Linked DNA regions of Pan troglodytes: regions 1 and 2 are each linked to region 3. Evidence: chromatin contacts called from public Hi-C and HiChIP or PLAC-seq data. All regions are on one chromosome and are shown on one strand. Each heading gives the region's core, a stretch centred on a gene start, on an enhancer-like site or on the middle of the called end of the contact. The rest is flanking DNA. Distances are from core to core; before and after follow the strand shown. Region 1 holds the start of GRPEL1 (GrpE like 1, mitochondrial). Region 2 holds the start of CFAP184 (cilia and flagella associated protein 184). Region 3 holds the start of TBC1D14 (TBC1 domain family member 14).

Region 1 (3,158 bases), core at 433-2,932, 160 kb after region 3:
CCATTTTATATTTTTACTCTTGTGAATTTAAAAAGCTAAGAATTTAAATAAAAACTGAGTGTACTGTTGTGAAGCCCACCTTCCTCTCCAGTTGTTCTGCCTGGGGGTGTGACAGCCACCAGCCTTTCTGCAGGTCAGCTCTTCACAGACCCCTTTCCGAAGCACAGCCAACACAAAGTGTGGCCAGGAATGTGCAACAGGACCCACACCCGGGGCCATCTCGTTCTGCAGAGGGAAACTGAGTCTCAGAAAGCCTAGTTACTCTGAGAGCTATGACTACCAGTCAGCTCTCCTGCCTTTCCCTAGTTGAGCATCTTTCCACAAAACTACCATTCTAGAGACAGAAATGATGCTGACTTGGTGGTCACTTTCCTGGCAATTAATTCCAATACAAAACCACCAATTACTTGCCCAAAGTCTTTTTACTCAAGTATTCCACGTGGGTCGTTGCTCTTGGCTCCTGTGTTTTTAAGATATAATTTATTAAGCTAGCACTTACCCCTTAATCACCTAGACTGAAAGTGATCTTCACCTCACCTGCCGGCTCTCCTTCAGGGAAGAACTACATCTCACTGCCCAGCTTTTGGCCAATTTGGCCCTCAGTGGCTTCTCTAATCAACAACTTGGTTCTAGGCACTTCCTCCAGCAAGTACTTGCCATACTAACTTCTAAAGTAGAACTTTCAAAAAGCAGAAGGGGCAGATTTGAGGGAAAAAAAAAAAAAGGGGGGCACTGTCTCGTGGCCCTCAGGCCCGAAATGTGCCCTTGTCTAAACAAACTCTTCGCCCAGCAGCAGCACAGGTTCGACTACTCTTTTGACCTCAGACGCTGGAGAAGGCGGAGTGAAGGAATTCGAGGTCGAGTGGAAAAAGCCTGTGAACGGGCAACACGCACCTTGCGACACGAAGTTTCCCGAGCACCGCCGTGGCCCCGGCCTCGAGCTGCGGCACGGAAATGAGTAACCACAGCTCCTGCCCAGGGCACACCCGGCCAGGCTCGGCCTCGCTGCGTGACCTTGGACAAAGCTCGAGCTTCTTTGGTCGCTTCTTCAACCGCACAAGTTGCGGCTGCCTCTGCGCCCGTGAGCGCCGAGACCGTGAATGCGCGCGAGGCGTCGCCGCAGGCCCTGGACCACACGCGCACGTGGGCCACCGTACCTTCCGAGCCAGACGCCCCCCGCGCTGCGGTCCTCTCCTCCTGATACGGCGCCCGCCCGCTCCACGCTTCCCAAGCCCTGAGCTGGCAGCCTGGCAGCAGAGCAGGCCCCAGCGGGGCGGTCCGCGTCCCGCGGCGGGGAACCGCGAGCCCGGAGATGCCCAGCTCCGGGGCCGAGGCCGGGAAGGAGGCCCCGGGGCCGGGAAAGGCCCCCATCGGAGCGGGAGGTCGCGCTGCCACCTCCGCCCAGGGAGACCAAGTGCCCCTTACCTGAGAGACAACGCCAAAGCAGGAAGACTGCGCCGCGCCAGCCTCACGCACTGAGCCGCCATGACTGCCACTGCCTGTCGCCGTCGCCGCGCACGCACCAAGCGTGCGTGCAGGCAGCTATACCCACTTTTCCGCCCTACTACTTCGCCTCAGCCAATCCGTAATCGCTTTTCCTGTTATGGACAGGCAATAGTCACCAATAATTGTGGGTCACGGAAGAGCATCTTTCCCCACCCCCCGGTGGGCGGGGTCTGAGGCTTACCGGAGGCCCTGAAGAGGTGAAAGGTGAAGTGAGCATTGGGAGGAGCCTCCTGTGGGCGTGGCGATGCCGGGAGGAGCCAATGAGGAGGCAGCGCGAGGGGGCGGGGCCAGCGCCGGGGTGGGGCGCGCGCGTCGCGGGCCGGGAGGGACTTCAGAGCCGGGTTTTGGGTAGGAGTGCGGAGGCAGCTTGTCGTTTCCCGGCCCGCACCCGCCCTTGCGCTGACACCGCGGGCCTTCCTTTGCTCTGGGAACGAGCGTGGGGAGCCCTGTTCACCCTCACACCCCGGCTCCAGAGCGGCGCGGAGCACTCCATGTTTGCTAAATGAAAATGAAGTCTCGGCGCGAGCGCCACCCAAACGGCGACGTAGTTGCTTGAGAAATAACCGCGGAGGCAACCGCTTGGGAAGGCGCCCCGACCCCGAAGCTGCTTCTCCAGGCGCCCGAGGCGGAGAGAAGGCACTGGGGTCTCCGTCTCCACCAGTGAGTTCTGGTGAAACAGGAAACAAAACCCGGGAAACAAATGGGACGAAATGTTGGCGGTTTTGATGCTGGATGATGGGAATATGGGCGTGTGTTTTGTACGTTTCTGTTATCTTCAGTTTTCTCAAAACACGAAAAACAGACTAAGAACAGCGTATAGAAAACATTGGGGCACAACTAAAGCTCATAAATGCACACGTTTTCATAACCTGACCGAGGTCCGTGCTGCTGTAGCGCATACCCCCAAAAACAGAGGTGCTGGGAGAGCAGGGGCCGCGTGTTCTTATGGCCCCGGTGCCGGCCCCCAAGCGGGGTTCCCGCAGGAGATAGGGCCTGGCTCCCGCTTCAGCACCGCGTGGCCTGGAGTGCAGTTCTGGCGGCCAAGATCTGAGGGCTGTAGCCCGTGCCCTCCCCAGGATCCCAGGGCGCGAGCTGGTGGCTTCTCAAGTGGAGTTTTGCCTGCTTGTTACATTAGTGAATGTAGGACCACTTGAGTAAAGGACCAAACCTTTATTCTTTTGCTTTTCTGCTATTGAAACCATTCAACCCATGCTGATTAATACCTACTGTTTGCCAGGTAATATGCCCCTTGCAGAAAGACGCAAACAGCTAAACCCCAAATGTGGGATGTTGTACAGGACAAATGACCGTGTCAATTAATACCAATAATTAAGATAATAGTATAATTATGATGATAATATAATTAATTCGAGCCTGGAGAAAAAAAAAGAAAGTGGAACTGAACTATTAGAGAATAAATGAGCTTAAAAGACGTCATTGAATGGAATGTGTGGAACTTATTTGGATCATGATAGAATAAACTAGCTTAAACGGGGCATTTGAGAGATAGGTGGGGGAAATTGGAATATAAAGCTGGGTATTAGATGAAAACTGGGAGTTATCGATACTTTTGGTAGGGAGCAGTAACGGCTGGTGGGTAAAATGTCCTAACCTTTAGAGATGCAAACGGAAGTATTTACAGTAAATTGCCC
Region 2 (3,241 bases), core at 11-2,510, 130 kb after region 3:
CAGACCCTGGGTCAGGTCTTCCTGGGTCCTCATCCTGGTTTCAAAATGCACCAGGCTCTGCTTCAGCTGAATGTTCTCCAGCCGCACGGCGCTCATCTCCTTCTCCTTTTTATCCTCCAACGCCTGGATCTGCTCCACCTCTCGCAGAGCAGCCTGGCGCCCGCCCCTCATCCGACAGCTGCCCATGGCCTGCATCACCACCTGCTTCTTGAGTGCCTGGAAACGTCGCCACTCCTTCTCCACCCTGGTGAGCTTCTCCTGGCACTGCTGCTTCAACTGGCCCAGCTCCTGGTGGTACCACTGCAGGTCGTCTGCCTGCTGCTTCTTCAGCTCCTCCAGCATGCCCAGATGGCGCAGGTACGCTTGCTCTTTCTCGGGGGCCTCGGCCTCTGCGCCCCGGTCAGCCACCTCAGCGGCCTCCAGGCCCTTCTTTCTGCGCAGCGCCTCGAAGATCTTGTGCTGCAGGTATAGGTTGTAGCGCTGGGAGCGGTTCCGCTCCACCAGCAGGGAACGGTACTGGTCCAGGAGGTCGCTGCGCAGCTGCTGCTCCTGCAGCTTCTGGACCTCCTCGGACCACTCGAGGTCCTCAAACTCGTCCCTTCCATCGAGGCGCTTCCCCTCTTCCTGGCTTTTGGCCGGGCCTCCTTCCCCATCCCTCTCCTTGCTCTCCGCGCCGTCTCTCTGCGTCTCCTCCTTGTCCTCTTCCTCCCCCTCCACCCGCTCTGTCTCGGCCTCCGGGGCTGCAGCAGCCTCTACCTCATCGATCCTGGTCAGCGGCAGAGAGGCCTGGAACCTGACTTCCTTCCCCTCTGCCGCCTGCTCCAGTTCCTCCGCCCCCGCCTCCGCCTCTAGTTCCTCGGGCCCGGCTCCGGACTCCGGCTGGGAGGGCTCCTCAGCCCCGACCTCGGCCGGCTCTTCGGGCTCGGGCTGGGGCTCGGCCGGCCTCCCCGGCTCTCCAGGCCCCTCCTCGCCCGCAGCCTCGGCTGCCGTTAGCCCTTTCGGGGCCTCGGCCTGCTCGTCCGCGGCGGTGCCTCCCTGCGAAGCCGCTTGCTCCTCCTCCTCCTCCTCCTCCTCCGGCTCCGACTCCAGCTCCCCGGGTTCGGGAGAGGTCGGAGGGCCAGAGCTGGCCTTGATCTTGGACGGCCACGCGGCCAGGCTTTCCCCATCTCCGCCTTCCCCGCCGGGGTCCTTAGTGTGCTCAGAGCTGACGTCCATCTCCTCCCGGCTCGGCCAGCGCAGCGGACCCCGGCAGGACGCTGTTAGGTTTCCCGGGGCAACAGAAGGCGCGCACGCTGGGCCCGGCGATTGGCCAGGCGACAGGCCGTCGTCCAGCGCCTTCTCCCCGCTGCCCGGCGAGAGCAAGCCAATGGGAGGCCGCGAGCTGACGATAGGCGAGATTGATTGGAAGCGGCCGTGGGCTCTCGCCGCGAGGGGCGTGGCGCCCCCGCCGGGCTTTCTGCCTGCCCATTTCCCACCGCCGGGCCTGGGGCGGGGCGTTCAGGAGGCTCTGGGAAAGGCGGCGGTGGCCGGCGCGGGGGGCGCGCAGGCGCAGAGCGGCGGGCCGGGCGTCCGCAAGGTGGCGCCCTCGGGGCGCCTGCGCGATGCGGCGGGGCGACAGCTGCGGCGGCGGTGGCGGCCGGGCCGGGCCGGACGGCGCCTGCGTACTGAGGGGGGACGCGGCCCGGCTGGCTGGCTCTGGCGGCGGCTGGGCTGGGGCCGCGGTGGCGGCAGCCGCGGCGGCGGGCGGCGGTTGCTCGTGCGCGGCGGCGGCGGCGGGTCCCGCGGGCGGCGGGGCGCTGACGGCCGGGGGCGCGGCGGGCCGGGCGGCGGGCGGCGAGCGGGGGAAGATGGCGGAGCTGGGGAAGAAGTACTGCGTGTACTGCCTGGCCGAGGTGAGCCCGCTGCGCTTCCGCTGCACCGAGTGCCAGGACATCGAGCTGTGCCCCGAGTGCTTCTCGGCCGGCGCCGAGATCGGCCACCACCGCCGCTACCACGGCTACCAGCTGGTGGACGGCGGGCGCTTCACGCTCTGGGGGCCCGAGGCCGAGGGCGGCTGGACCAGTCGCGAGGAGCAGCTGCTGCTGGACGCCATCGAGCAGTTCGGCTTCGGAAACTGGGTGAGCGGCGCGACGGGGGCCGGGTCCCGGCTAGGGCACTGGAAGGCCCGCGCCTCTCCTGTAATTGGGCGCGCAGGCAGCGCCGGACCTGCTCGCTCGCTCCGCACCCCAGAAGGCCCCGGAGGTGGGGAGGGCGACGCTGCCGGTTTATAGTCGGGCACCTGTCGGAACCTATGCTCTGAGAGGCTGTGACGCGCCCAAGGTCACACAGCCGAGACGGGGCCAAGTGGGGCTTTGAACGCTGGCTTCTGACAGCAGAGCCATTTCCCTCACCTTCAGGGACGCCTTCACAGGCGTTTGCGGAGTGCAGACGTTGGGCAAGACTCGGTGCCTTACCTGAGTTCGTGGAGACAGGCAGGCCCACAGGCTCGACAGAAAGCGGTGGGAGCACCAGGGAAGGAGAGCGGTGGGCGCCCTGCGGCTTGTCTCGGGGTCTCTGGGGCGGCCCCGTTTGCTTTCTGTCACTGTATGCATGTGCCCTATGTGGTCCGCAGTGCACATTTTGTGGGTAGCGTGCCTGGTTTATGCTTGGGTCCCCACAACCCACGACCTTGTGCGAATGGTCAGTAAAGAATGAACAAAGAGGCCTGGCCTGGGAGGCCTGGGGCTTGGGTTTTGCTCTCTTTACCTTTGAGGTTTCTGTAGAGACAGCCCTGTGTGGGGAGCGGTGAGAGCTGGACTGGATCCACTTAACGCTAGCAACATCGTGTGCTAGGTTCTGTCCTTGAGAGAGGAACATGGTTGTTCTCTCTGGGCGGTCTCTCAGCTCTCCTTCCACTCTGGAAGCTTGCATCCGTATTAGAAAGGAGAAAATCTCTAGCCGTATTCCCGCTCATAACCACCAAAGACATGTGGCCATCCCCGGGCACCCTGAGAAGGAGGGGAGTGAGACACCCCCAGCGCCCTTAGCTTTCCAGAGTCTTCCCCTGCTACACCAGGTGCCTGCTTCTCGGAACAGCATCCATCTCGCTGCCACCTCTCCAGCAGTCCTGCCTGGGCTGCTTTGATTGCCTTTTGCTTTCCTTTCCTGAGTGAGTCTCAGGGCCGCCTCACATACTCATTCTGAAGCCCTGGAATGTTGATTCTCCTCCCAGCTCCTTCGAGAAGATGCTCCTTTACAAACC
Region 3 (2,952 bases), core at 306-2,805:
ATCTGCACATCAGAGATGGGGGTGAGGGAGGTGCCAAAAGGTGAAGTGACCGCACACAGCCACACGGCTAAATCCTGTTCGCCGTGTTCTTAATTTTGTCAGACTCAAGTTGCAATGAAGATTTGTCTAGAACATGTCTGGGCGCTGAGGGCAACAGGTAAGGCGTGGGTCAAATCACGCTGCAGGTGCAGGTGATGACAGGCTCCGGGAGAGACGGAGTGGGCGCAGCAGGATGGCGAGTGAGGAAAAAGCAGGCAGAGGGCGCCAGGTGCAAATCTGCAGGACCACAGACTTCGGTTCTGGATACAGAACAATGGTTCCTTGTCATTGTAGGGTTTTAGACCCTAAGACTCCGAATTAGGGCTGGAAGGGATTTGGGAGCCCCAAGCAGATCTATTAATCCAACGCATTAAAAAATTGCTAATTAAGTCACGACTGAAGCAGTCTGTACTTTTCCACTAGGGTTTACTTAGAAAAAGCTGGGGAGGCCTTGTTTTAAGAGGTATGAAGGAGGCCTCGTATTATTTTTACTTAAAACCCCCAGAAATTTAAGCATTTATAAAGTTTCTGTGATGCAGCACTGCGAGGGATGTTAATGTTTTTGCTTTCAAGAGATCGCCTTTAAAAATCTCTCTTGCTTCTGCGTCATATCTCATAGATGCTCAGGGTTTTTACAGCCATGAGCTGGAGAGGAGACCCAAGTTCGGGGTTCCCTAGCCCATCCCTAACGACCGCAGTAGAGACAAATCTTCCATTTCATGCTTCCAGATGCTTCCTGTAATGCGGAAACTCCTCCTGCCCCTGACCTTTCTGAGTGGCTGAGTCTTCCCTTAGATTGGGCTGTAGTCAGTCTCTCCCGGGTTTCCTCTCTGGTAATTTATCTGCCAGTGACAACTCTCAGGGCTCCTGGTTGGCAGGAGCCAAAGCCAAGTGGAAATCCAGGACTTCTGGCTCCCAGCGCTGGGTCTCTCCTCTTGCCCTCAAGTCCCCAGAGTCTAACGACAACCCAATAACGTCAAATACCGACTATTTGCCAGGCCCAGGGAAAATAGCAGTAAACAAGATAAGCCCGGCTTTCCTCATGGAACCCACAGCCTAGAAGGGGAATGGAGACCCACTGCCCGTCAACAGGGGCTTCTCACATACTCTCTACCAGCTCGTGGAGGGCTCTGGGGCAGGGAACCTGGCTTCTGCCCTTCTCAACTACTGACCCACCCGGGTCCTTGGGCGGAGGGCTTCATCTCTGAGCCCGTTTCCCGCTTTGTACAATGGCTCTGATCATAGATCCCGTCTCTGGAGTTTGTGCAATGTTGAGGCCAAATATGCAGATAACGCCAGGCCAGTGGCTTCCAAACCCGCGTGCACATTACACAGCTTCCCAAACTGATGATGCTTCCATCTCATCTTCAGAGACTGTGACTTAATCGGCCTGGGCTTCAGAATATTAAAAGCTCCGCAGGCAATACTAAAGTGCAGACCAGTTTGGGAACTACAGCGCCAGGCACCGTGTCACAGCGCGATAAGAGAGAACGTTCGGAAAAGCCCTTTATAGATTAAGAGACTGAGGCTGGCTGGGAGGACGCCACGGCGCCGCTCCCAAGACCACCGCGGCTGGGCCTGAGCTCCGGTGTCACGCAAACCTTCCCTTCCGCGGCGGGGCCCGGACCGTCTCCCGCACACCGGCCGGGGCAGGGGAGCCCCATCGATGCGCTCCGCCGCTCGGCTCCCTACGCCTGAGCCCTGCCCGCTCGAGCCCCTTCCCCCTCCCGGCCGCTTCCCACTTCCAAGATGGCTGCGGGTGGAGCCGACCAGGTAAGGGGCCCCCTGTCGGATGTCCGTGGGGGCCCTGCGGACACAAAGGCCCGCTCAAGGCAGCTCCTCGCCACTCCGGTTGGTTCTCCGGAAAAAAAAAAAGGGCCGGCGACGCCGCTCCGGAGGCCCGCGGCGGGCGGCCCCCGGAAGAGGGACAGCCGGGCGAGCGCCGAGCTCCAGACGCGGCGGCACGGGCGGAAGAGCGGGCGCCGGCCGGCAGGGGGCGGGGCGCAAGTGCGTGGGGGCGTGCCCAGGGGGCGGGCGAGGGGGCGGGGTGAAGCGAGGGTGCGCGCCGCTGTTCGCCGCGGGCTGCTCGCGCGCACCTGCGGGTCGGACCCGCTGCCTACCGCGTGCCCGGCGTCCTCGTCGCGCGAGTTGCCGGTCCCGCGGGGCCTGGGCTGCGGGCCCACGGGTCCCGGGGATGGCGTCGGAGCCGCGCTAACTCCGGTACTGAGAGCCTCCCGCGAGGGCCGGGCCGCGGGCCGCGAGGGAGGGCAGGGCGCGCGGGGCCGCCACCTGCTGCAGCGCCGGCCGAGGCGGGGAGCGGCCGGGGCGAGGCAGGTCGCCGGGCGCGGGTCCTGCTGGGTGTCCCTCGCCGCGCGGCCGCGGCTCCTGCACGCCAGGGCAGCGCGTGCGTGGCGCCCGGGGTGCCGTTACGGGGCCTCCGGGGCGGGGGCGACTCTCGGGACTCGGCGGCCCTCGCGGAGGCGCGCGCTGTGTCCCGCTCCTTTCCGGAACTTGACGAAAAGTTTTCCTACTCCGACGCGAGGCTCCCGGCCTGAGAAGAGGCGCCTCGGTGCGCCAGACCCCGACCCCGGAGCCCCCTTCCACCTCGGACCCTCAGTCCCCAGGCAGCGGACCCTCAGTCCCCAGGCAGCGGACCCTCCTCCTTGGAGCCCCTGACCCCGCTTTCATCTCTGATCCCTCTACCCCTGGAGCCCCTGACCCGCGAAACCCCCTTTCATCTCGGAGCCCTGACCTCCTCGGACCTCCACCCACGCGAACCGTCTGTCCCTGGGCTAGGGAATCTCTCTGCCTCCGCCTTGGAGCCTCCCATTACCGGGCCGCGAAGACCCTGGCCCGGGGACCCTCTCGGGGCCGGGGTAGCTGCCTTGAGGAGTGAGTCCGGGGACTCCTGGT

Evidence for each region. Hi-C and Micro-C count contacts between places; a contact is called where the count stands out from the background. HiChIP or PLAC-seq counts read pairs in DNA pulled down with a chosen protein or histone mark.
Region 1: a Hi-C map of stem cell-derived neural progenitor cells shows a contact between it and region 3, with 2.6 times the contacts expected there. The contact joins the promoter of GRPEL1 here to the promoter of TBC1D14 in region 3. A contact is called at or near these places in 2 of 7 Hi-C or Micro-C datasets (blood and stem cell-derived neural progenitor cells) and 1 of 1 datasets of contacts at active chromatin or transcription factors (stem cell-derived excitatory neurons).
Region 2: a contact with region 3 is called in an H3K4me3 HiChIP or PLAC-seq map of stem cell-derived excitatory neurons, with 5 times the contacts expected there. The contact joins the promoter of CFAP184 here to the promoter of TBC1D14 in region 3. A contact is called at or near these places in 1 of 7 Hi-C or Micro-C datasets (stem cell-derived neural progenitor cells) and 1 of 1 datasets of contacts at active chromatin or transcription factors (stem cell-derived excitatory neurons).

What each region holds. Positions count from the first base shown.
Region 1 is chr3:7,390,170-7,393,327 of NHGRI_mPanTro3-v2.0_pri, forward strand. GRPEL1 (GrpE like 1, mitochondrial) reads right to left here and starts at 1,683. Exons shown (of 4, transcript XM_526517.7): 1 at 1,426-1,683. The coding sequence starts at 1,487. LOC134809859 (a long non-coding RNA gene) reads left to right here and starts at 1,766. Exons shown (of 3, transcript XR_010156421.1): 1 at 1,766-3,158.
Region 2 is chr3:7,365,306-7,368,546 of NHGRI_mPanTro3-v2.0_pri, forward strand. It overlaps CFAP184 (cilia and flagella associated protein 184), which reads right to left and starts at 1,261. Exons shown (of 1, transcript NM_001328281.1): 1 at 1-1,261. The coding sequence starts at 1,215. TADA2B (transcriptional adaptor 2B) reads left to right here and starts at 1,632. Exons shown (of 2, transcript XM_009447329.5): 1 at 1,632-2,117. The coding sequence starts at 1,848.
Region 3 is chr3:7,232,976-7,235,927 of NHGRI_mPanTro3-v2.0_pri, forward strand. TBC1D14 (TBC1 domain family member 14) reads left to right here and starts at 1,556. Exons shown (of 14, transcript XM_003950284.5): 1 at 1,556-1,812.